Regions from separate parts of the Macaca mulatta genome. Here region 1 is linked to region 2. The links are chromatin contacts, called in public Micro-C maps. All regions are on one chromosome and are shown on one strand. Each heading gives the region's core, a stretch centred on a gene start, on an enhancer-like site or on the middle of the called end of the contact. The rest is flanking DNA. Distances are from core to core; before and after follow the strand shown. Region 1 holds the start of SPEF1 (sperm flagellar 1). Region 2 holds the start of AP5S1 (adaptor related protein complex 5 subunit sigma 1).

Region 1 (3,443 bases), core at 867-3,366, 41 kb before region 2:
ATTCCCACTCCTGCACCCAGGTATTCTGTTACCTGTTCAGATGACCCCAGTTGCTGAGTTTCTGCTGGAGAGAGTTGGCGGGGACATAATTGTGCATCTCCACCATCTTGGGGAAGTAAAACTTGATGACCTCTGCAACTAGGACTGAGGGAGAGGGGAGCAGATATGGAAGGTGGGGGCATGGGTAAGGAAGAAAGAGGGGAGAGAAGGTGGGTGGGAGAATCAGGCATGGCAGAGCAGTGGAACCCAATGGAGGGGTGGAGATGCAGAAAGGGGAAGGATAAGGAGGGAGACAAAAACATTAAGATTAGTCATAGGTAGAGGAGACTAAGTCTCCAGCATACCTCAGAGGAGCTGCATCCCTTCCCCATGAATTTAGGAACGGGAATACTGAGTCCCTGGTCCTCTAGTAGAGAATGAGTCAGCCAGCACAGTGGCTCACATCTATAATCCCAACATTTTGGGAGGCTGAGGCAGGCGTATCACCCGAAGCCAGGAGTTCGAGAACAGCCTGGCCAACATGGTGAAACCCCATCTCTACTAAAAATACAATAATTAGGCCGGGCTTGGTGGCTCAAGCCTGTAATCCCAGCACTTTGGGAGGCCGAGATGGGCGGATCACGAGGTCAGGAGATCGAGACCATCCTGGCTAACACAGTGAAACCCCGTCTCTACTAAAAAATACAAAAAACTAACCGGGCGAGGTGGCGGGCGCCTGTAGTCCCAGCTACTCGGGAGGCTGAGGCAGGAGAATGGCGTAAACCCGGGAGGCGGAGCTTGCAGTGAGCCGAGATCCGGCCACTGCGCTCCAGCCTGGGTGACAGAGCAAGACTCTGTCTCAAAAAAAAAAAAAAAAAAAAAAAAAAACAATAATTAGCTGGGTGTGGTGGTGCATGTAATCCCAGCTACTTGGGTGGCTGAGGCAGAAGAATCGCTTGAACTTAGAAGGTGGAGGTTGCAGTGAGCTGAGATCATGCCACTGCACTCCAGCCTGGGCAACAAGAAAAAAAAAAGAGAGAGAGAGAGAGAGAGAGAACAAGTCTCCAAGAGAGGCTTTCAGGAGCCCAGGGAATTCACATGGATGCATGATACACACACACACACTCCAACACCACAGTTCCAGGAGAGTAAAAGAGTCACATAAGCAGAGACACATGTGATAAGATCTCTCTACATATAGATACATAGGGCAGAATGTGTAGACACATAGAACAAACACATGCTAGGCACACATGTAAAACACACATAAACAGAAGCACAAAAAGCCACATATGCACACAGCCTCCCCAAATATAGAGATGCACAGAAGTACTTGACATGAGATGACAGGTAAGTATTTGTGTCACTGAGACCCCAGGAGACATTCCTAGAAACACAAACACCTTCACAAGCACAAAGAAACACAAGCACACAAACCCCCACAAATACAGGACTAAACATGTCAACACACATATGAACACACACATGTGAACACACACATACTCAGACTCCCACAAGTCAAATATAGAACACATAGCAATGAGTGAGCACATACAGAAATGCACAAATAAATATGCAGACACATATCTTAATCACTAATGTCCCTGGAGGGAGTTAGAGGCACATCCCCCCACATGCACGCAGGATAGAACATGTAGACATACATATATGGGCACACATCGTTCACACACAGATGCAAATAGAAAACAAGCACACACGTCTACAATCTGAAGTCCCAGGAGACAGATTCCTCCCCACCCCTACACGCACACAAACACAAAGAGTTTGCACAGAGACCCATCACACACGAACATACAGGACAGAACATGCAGACACACAGGGGCACACACCTCCATCACTAAAGTCCCGGGAGAGGTTTCGCTTGGGCCGGGACAGAGGTATGTTGTCTACCCACAGGTACAGCTGGTGCAGCGCCTCCTCGTCCACGCTGCTCGCCATTGGCGTCCTCAAGGCCTGGCCGCCCCAGCGGTGCCGGGTCCAGCCCCAGCCTCACGACCCTTCAGGCGCTTCCTTTCTTGCCACTGCAGAAGCCCGTAACTGCCTCTGCCTGCCTAATCCAGACACTCACGTCCCAGCTGGGAGCGGCCATATTGTTTTCTGAAACCATGGAAACCATCCCCTGCCTCGCCTGGGAGCAAAGACTTCTGGGAGTTGTAGTTTTATCCCCTCCCCGCTACCTCCTCTCAGGCCCAAGCTTTGAAAAGGCGGTTAGCTGTCCTTTTCTTCTTCCCAAGAAAGCATCACTTCTGTGCCCACGCCACCTGCTGACCAGTCACTCACCCACTCTGGGACCAGCCAAAGCCAATCAGACCCTCAGAATTCCTGCATCTGCACACCTAGGGTGGGGATTCCGCTTCTTGGCCCTTTAGCCCTTTAGTCCCAAACGAAGGGAGCACTCCAGTGTTTGTCAGCTTTATTTGGGGGTGCACTGTTGATAATCTGCCACCCAACTGGATTGCGTGGTACAACTGCTTCCTGCTTCGTCCCTCTCCAAAACTCTATGCTCATGGGGTCATCGCCACTCGCCCTTCCCAGCAGTGTTCTAGTGGGGTATTTAATAGGTAACCCAGACTCCCAGGGAGAACACCAGAGTTCAAGGCCAGTACCTTGGGCAGGTCATTTAACTTCTTAACTCCATTTCCTCCTTTGTGAAATGACGATGGTTCTCACTTATTTGTCCCAAACCCCTCATCTCCCATCAATGAGCTAGCTATTCTTCCATGGATTAGAAATTCATTTCAGGCAGGGCACAGTGGCTCACGCCTGTAATCCCAGCACTTTGGGAGGCCGAGGTGAGCAGATCACCTGAGCTCAGTAGTTCGAGACCAGCCTTGCCAACATGGCAAAACCCCGTCTCTACTAAAAATGCAAAAATGTTAGCCAGGTGTGGTGGCGGGTGCCTGTAATCCCAGCCACTGAGGAGGCTGAGGCAAGAGAATCGCCTGAACCCGGGAGTCAAAGGTTGCAGTGAGCTGAGATCGTGCTATTGCACTCCAGCCTAGGTGACAGAGCGGGACTCCATCTCCAAAAAAGAAAGAAAAGAAAGAAAAGAAAGAAAAGAAAGAAAAGAAAGAAAGAAAGAAAGAAAGGAAGAAAGAAATTCATTGCAGTACCCAGTTTCATTCCAAAACAGCACTACCCTTAGGAGGGTTAGGAATATGGGTCCCTCCTTAGTGAAGAGGTACTTCTAGTCAGGATGGGAAAACAGCTTGACTAACCGCGTGGCCTTGGGCACCTGATCAGACCTCTGCCTGGTTTCTCTTGGCTTTACCTACCTTATAGGGGCTTTGTGAGCATCTAAAGCATTTAGCACAGAACAGGGCCCCTATTAGTATCAGCTGGTACTATCATTAATGAGACAGTCTCAGTTCCAGCAAGAAGTGTTCTTTTTCACAGGAGACAAATGGAAGTAATTCGCCTTGTTGGAACCTGCGGTGAGGGAG
Region 2 (3,339 bases), core at 483-2,982:
TTTGGCCAGGCCCTGGCCACCTGCAGCTTCCCTTCGGCCACCTCCTAACCTACCCTGGCTCCTATGGCTGAAGGGGCCCAGAGTGCACTTTCTCAGGGGGTGCTGCTCTAGGATCCCTGCCTGGGCCACCCTGCCCTGTACTCCTTTCTTGTCAGCAAAGAGCTCGTTCAAGTTGGCTCCAGTCCTGCATTGTGCATGGCCCTGGGGAGCGAAGATGGAAGCCATCAGCAGTACTGGTGAGACCTTCACAGGGGTGCACAGGCCGCAGTTGAATGCCAATGGGCAGCCTGAGCAGGAAGCCTTCCTCCCATTTGGTCTGAGTATATATCTGCAAGGGCAATTAAAAGGACAGGAAAGGCCAGGCACTGAGACTCATGCCTGCAATCCTAACACTTTGTGGGGGAGAAGCAGGAGGATCACTTGAGCCTAGGAGTTCGAGACCAGCCTGGGCAATACAGTGAGACCCTATCTCTACAAAAAAATTTAAATTAGCTGGGTGTGTTGCCTGCCTGTAGTCCCAGCTACTTGGTGGGCTGAGGCAGGAGCACTGCTGGTGGGAAGGGGCAGGGAGGCTGCAAAAAAAAAAAAAAAGAAAGAAAGAAAGAAAAAAAAAGACAAAAAGCCAGGAAAGGGAATTCTAGGCTGGGGGAACAGTCAGTGGGGGAGGCTCCGAGGCACATCTGGGGGACAAGGCTGAAGCCATTCACATGCCAAGAGATAAAGGAGGTGCACCTTCATGGTCGCTGTGGGAGTGGGTGGTGGTGGTGGTGGTGGCTGGGGGAACATGCAAGTCAGTCAGCGAGGCCCAGGCAGGCCTTGTGGGGCCCCCTAACACCAACAGGCCAAGCCTCCAAGTTGGGGCTTTTACCCCATTGTAAGGCTCTACGGGTTAGTGCCAGAGTGCCCCTTTCAGGTTTAAGATATAAACCTCTTCCCTGTTGTTTTGATGGCCTCCAGTCAAGAAGGGGGCTTGCTGATCAGCCCTACTAAGCGTTCGCCCTGGGTGACACTCTACAAAGTTTCACTGGGGCCCAATGAAATGGACAGATCTGCCAGAGAGACAGTGAGAGTTCGGAAGCAGCGTTCGAATCGTTCTGCGCCGAACCGAGTGCCAGCATTAACCCGCTGCAGGAACCCATACATTCAGAATCCGCGCAAAATACACATATTTGTATTAAAAATCCGCGCAAAATACACATGTACCTAAATATACATATTTACCTCCAAAGTCATAATTTCCGGGGGTACAGCCCAGGAATGTACATTTGAACTGATGCCTCAGTAATTCTCACGCATGTTGGCCAGGTAAGAACTCAGACGCAGCCCGTAGCTGTGCGGCTCGGCCTAGGTCCACCCGCCGCCCGCCCCCGAGCCTCCTAAGGCCGCAGGCCACGCGCCCCTCCCTCCGGGGACAACCAGGCCCCGGCCTTTTCCGCGGACTCCGCGCTCCGGGCCGCAGCGCCCCCTCGCGGTCGCTGGGGTCGGCAGCCTGGGGCTCGGCTGGTCTAGGGCTTCGAGCGGGAACGCTTTGAGCCCGCAACAGGAGTGACGAGCATGATTTCTGCCGGCAGCTTGGGGAAAGAGGGTTTCTGTCCCTCTGCGAGGCCAGCCCACTCCGAGGGTCCAAGCATCGGAAGATGCAGCCGGCACCTGGCTCCCACAGCACCGCCCTGGACGTGAGCGCTCCGCCCAACCCGATGGCGTCAGCTGGCGGGCGCGCCCGCGACCGACGTGCGCAGGCGCCTACAGGCCGCGCAGCCGCCATTGCTCTCCTGCCACCGAAGGGAGTGCTTGTTGGCAGTCCGCGGGCCCGGAAGGAAGGGTGAGGCGACGCCTCGACGACAGCGGACCGGAGCTGCAGGGGCAACACACTCAGGGCGGGGTGCCCCATTTAGGCCTGGCTGACCGGAATAAGAAACTACAACCCCCGAAGTGCATTGCGCCGCAGGGTTACGGAGGCAGTGTCGTAAGCTATCTTGACCGCTACCATTTCTCTGGTAGAAGGGGGGACGCGGCGGCGCGGAGTGATGACGCGCTCTTCCTGCGGCTGGAGGGTCGCGGAGGTCAGCGTCCAGGTGCTGGGCTCCGGTTGTCGAAGTGCCTTTGCGAACCTGCTCTTTGACTAGTTTAAACTGACGGTCTATTTAGCCTTAGTTACAGATATCCACTGACTGTACCTGCCGTCTTTCAACTCCCGGGCCGGCCACTGAGCCAGCCAGATAACCATTACTATTATTTAGTTTTTATTTTGAGACAGTTTCAAGTAACTCCTGTATGCACTTTGATGAGATTCACGAGTTGTAACCTCTTTTACCGTATTTACCTTATGATTTCCTCTGTTTTTCTCTCTGCCTTTTTTCTTCCCTGGACCATGTGAGTTAGTTGCAGATATGAAATCCCTTTGCCTCCATATTTAGAGGCACATCCGTGTTTGTTTTCTAAAAACAAGGACAAGCGCCTGCATTCAAAATCGGGTAACATTGATCAAGACTTTTTCTGACCCATAGGCCATATTTAAATGTTTTTAAATGTTTTTATTAGTGTCCTAATAATGCCCTTTATGGAAATTATCCTTTTATTTTTCTTTTTTTTTTTTTTTTTTTTTTTGAGACAGTCTCGCTCTGTCGCCCAGGCTGAAGTGCAGTGGTGCGATCTCGGCTCACTGCAGCCTCCCCTCCCGGGTTCAAGCGGTTCTCTGGCTTCAGCCTCTCAAGTAGCTGGGGTTACAACTATGCGCCACCATTCCTGGCTAGTTTATTTTTAGTAGAGATGGGCAGGCTGGTCTCAGACACCTGACCTCAAGTGATCCGCCCACCTAGGCCTCCCAAGATGCTGGGATTACAGGCGTGAGTCACCACACCTGGCCCAAATTACCCTTTTCTTGGTTCAGGACCCGATCCAGGAGCACACGTTGCATTCAGCTATATGGTCTCTTCAGTTTCCTTCAGTCTGGCGCAGCTTCTCAGGTTTTCCATGACCTCATGACCTTGACGCTTTTGAAGATTCCTGTTGTTTTGTAGAACTAGGTTTAGGGTTGTCTGAGGTTTTTGTTTGTTTTTTCAGTTTATGCCTATTCTGCTTGTGTATGTCTGAGGTGTTTTGTTTTTGTTTTTTTTTTTTTGAGACGGAATCTCGCTCTGTCGCCCAGGCCGGAGTGCAGTGGCCGGATCTCAGCTCACTGCAAGCTCCGCCTCCCGGGTTCACGCCATTCTCCTGCCTCAGCCTCCCGAGTAGCTGGGACTACAGGCGCCCGCCACCTCGCCCGGCTAGTTTTTTGTATTTTTTAGTAGAGACGGGGTTTCACCGTGTTAGCCAGGATGGTCTCGATCTCCTGACCTC

What was found. Hi-C and Micro-C count contacts between places; a contact is called where the count stands out from the background.
Region 1: a contact with region 2 is called in a Micro-C map of CD4 T cells, with 11 times the contacts expected there. The contact joins the promoter of SPEF1 here to the promoter of AP5S1 in region 2. A contact is called at or near these places in 7 of 14 Hi-C or Micro-C datasets (CD4 T cells, blood, cortical neurons and 4 more).

Annotation. Positions count from the first base shown.
Region 1 is chr10:80,288,821-80,292,263 of T2T-MMU8v2.0, reverse strand. It overlaps SPEF1 (sperm flagellar 1), which reads right to left and starts at 2,116. Exons shown (of 7, transcript NM_001194681.2): 1 at 1,830-2,116; 2 at 33-144. The coding sequence starts at 1,938.
Region 2 is chr10:80,247,424-80,250,762 of T2T-MMU8v2.0, reverse strand. It overlaps AP5S1 (adaptor related protein complex 5 subunit sigma 1), which reads left to right and starts at 1,732. Exons shown (of 3, transcript NM_001194748.1): 1 at 1,732-1,966.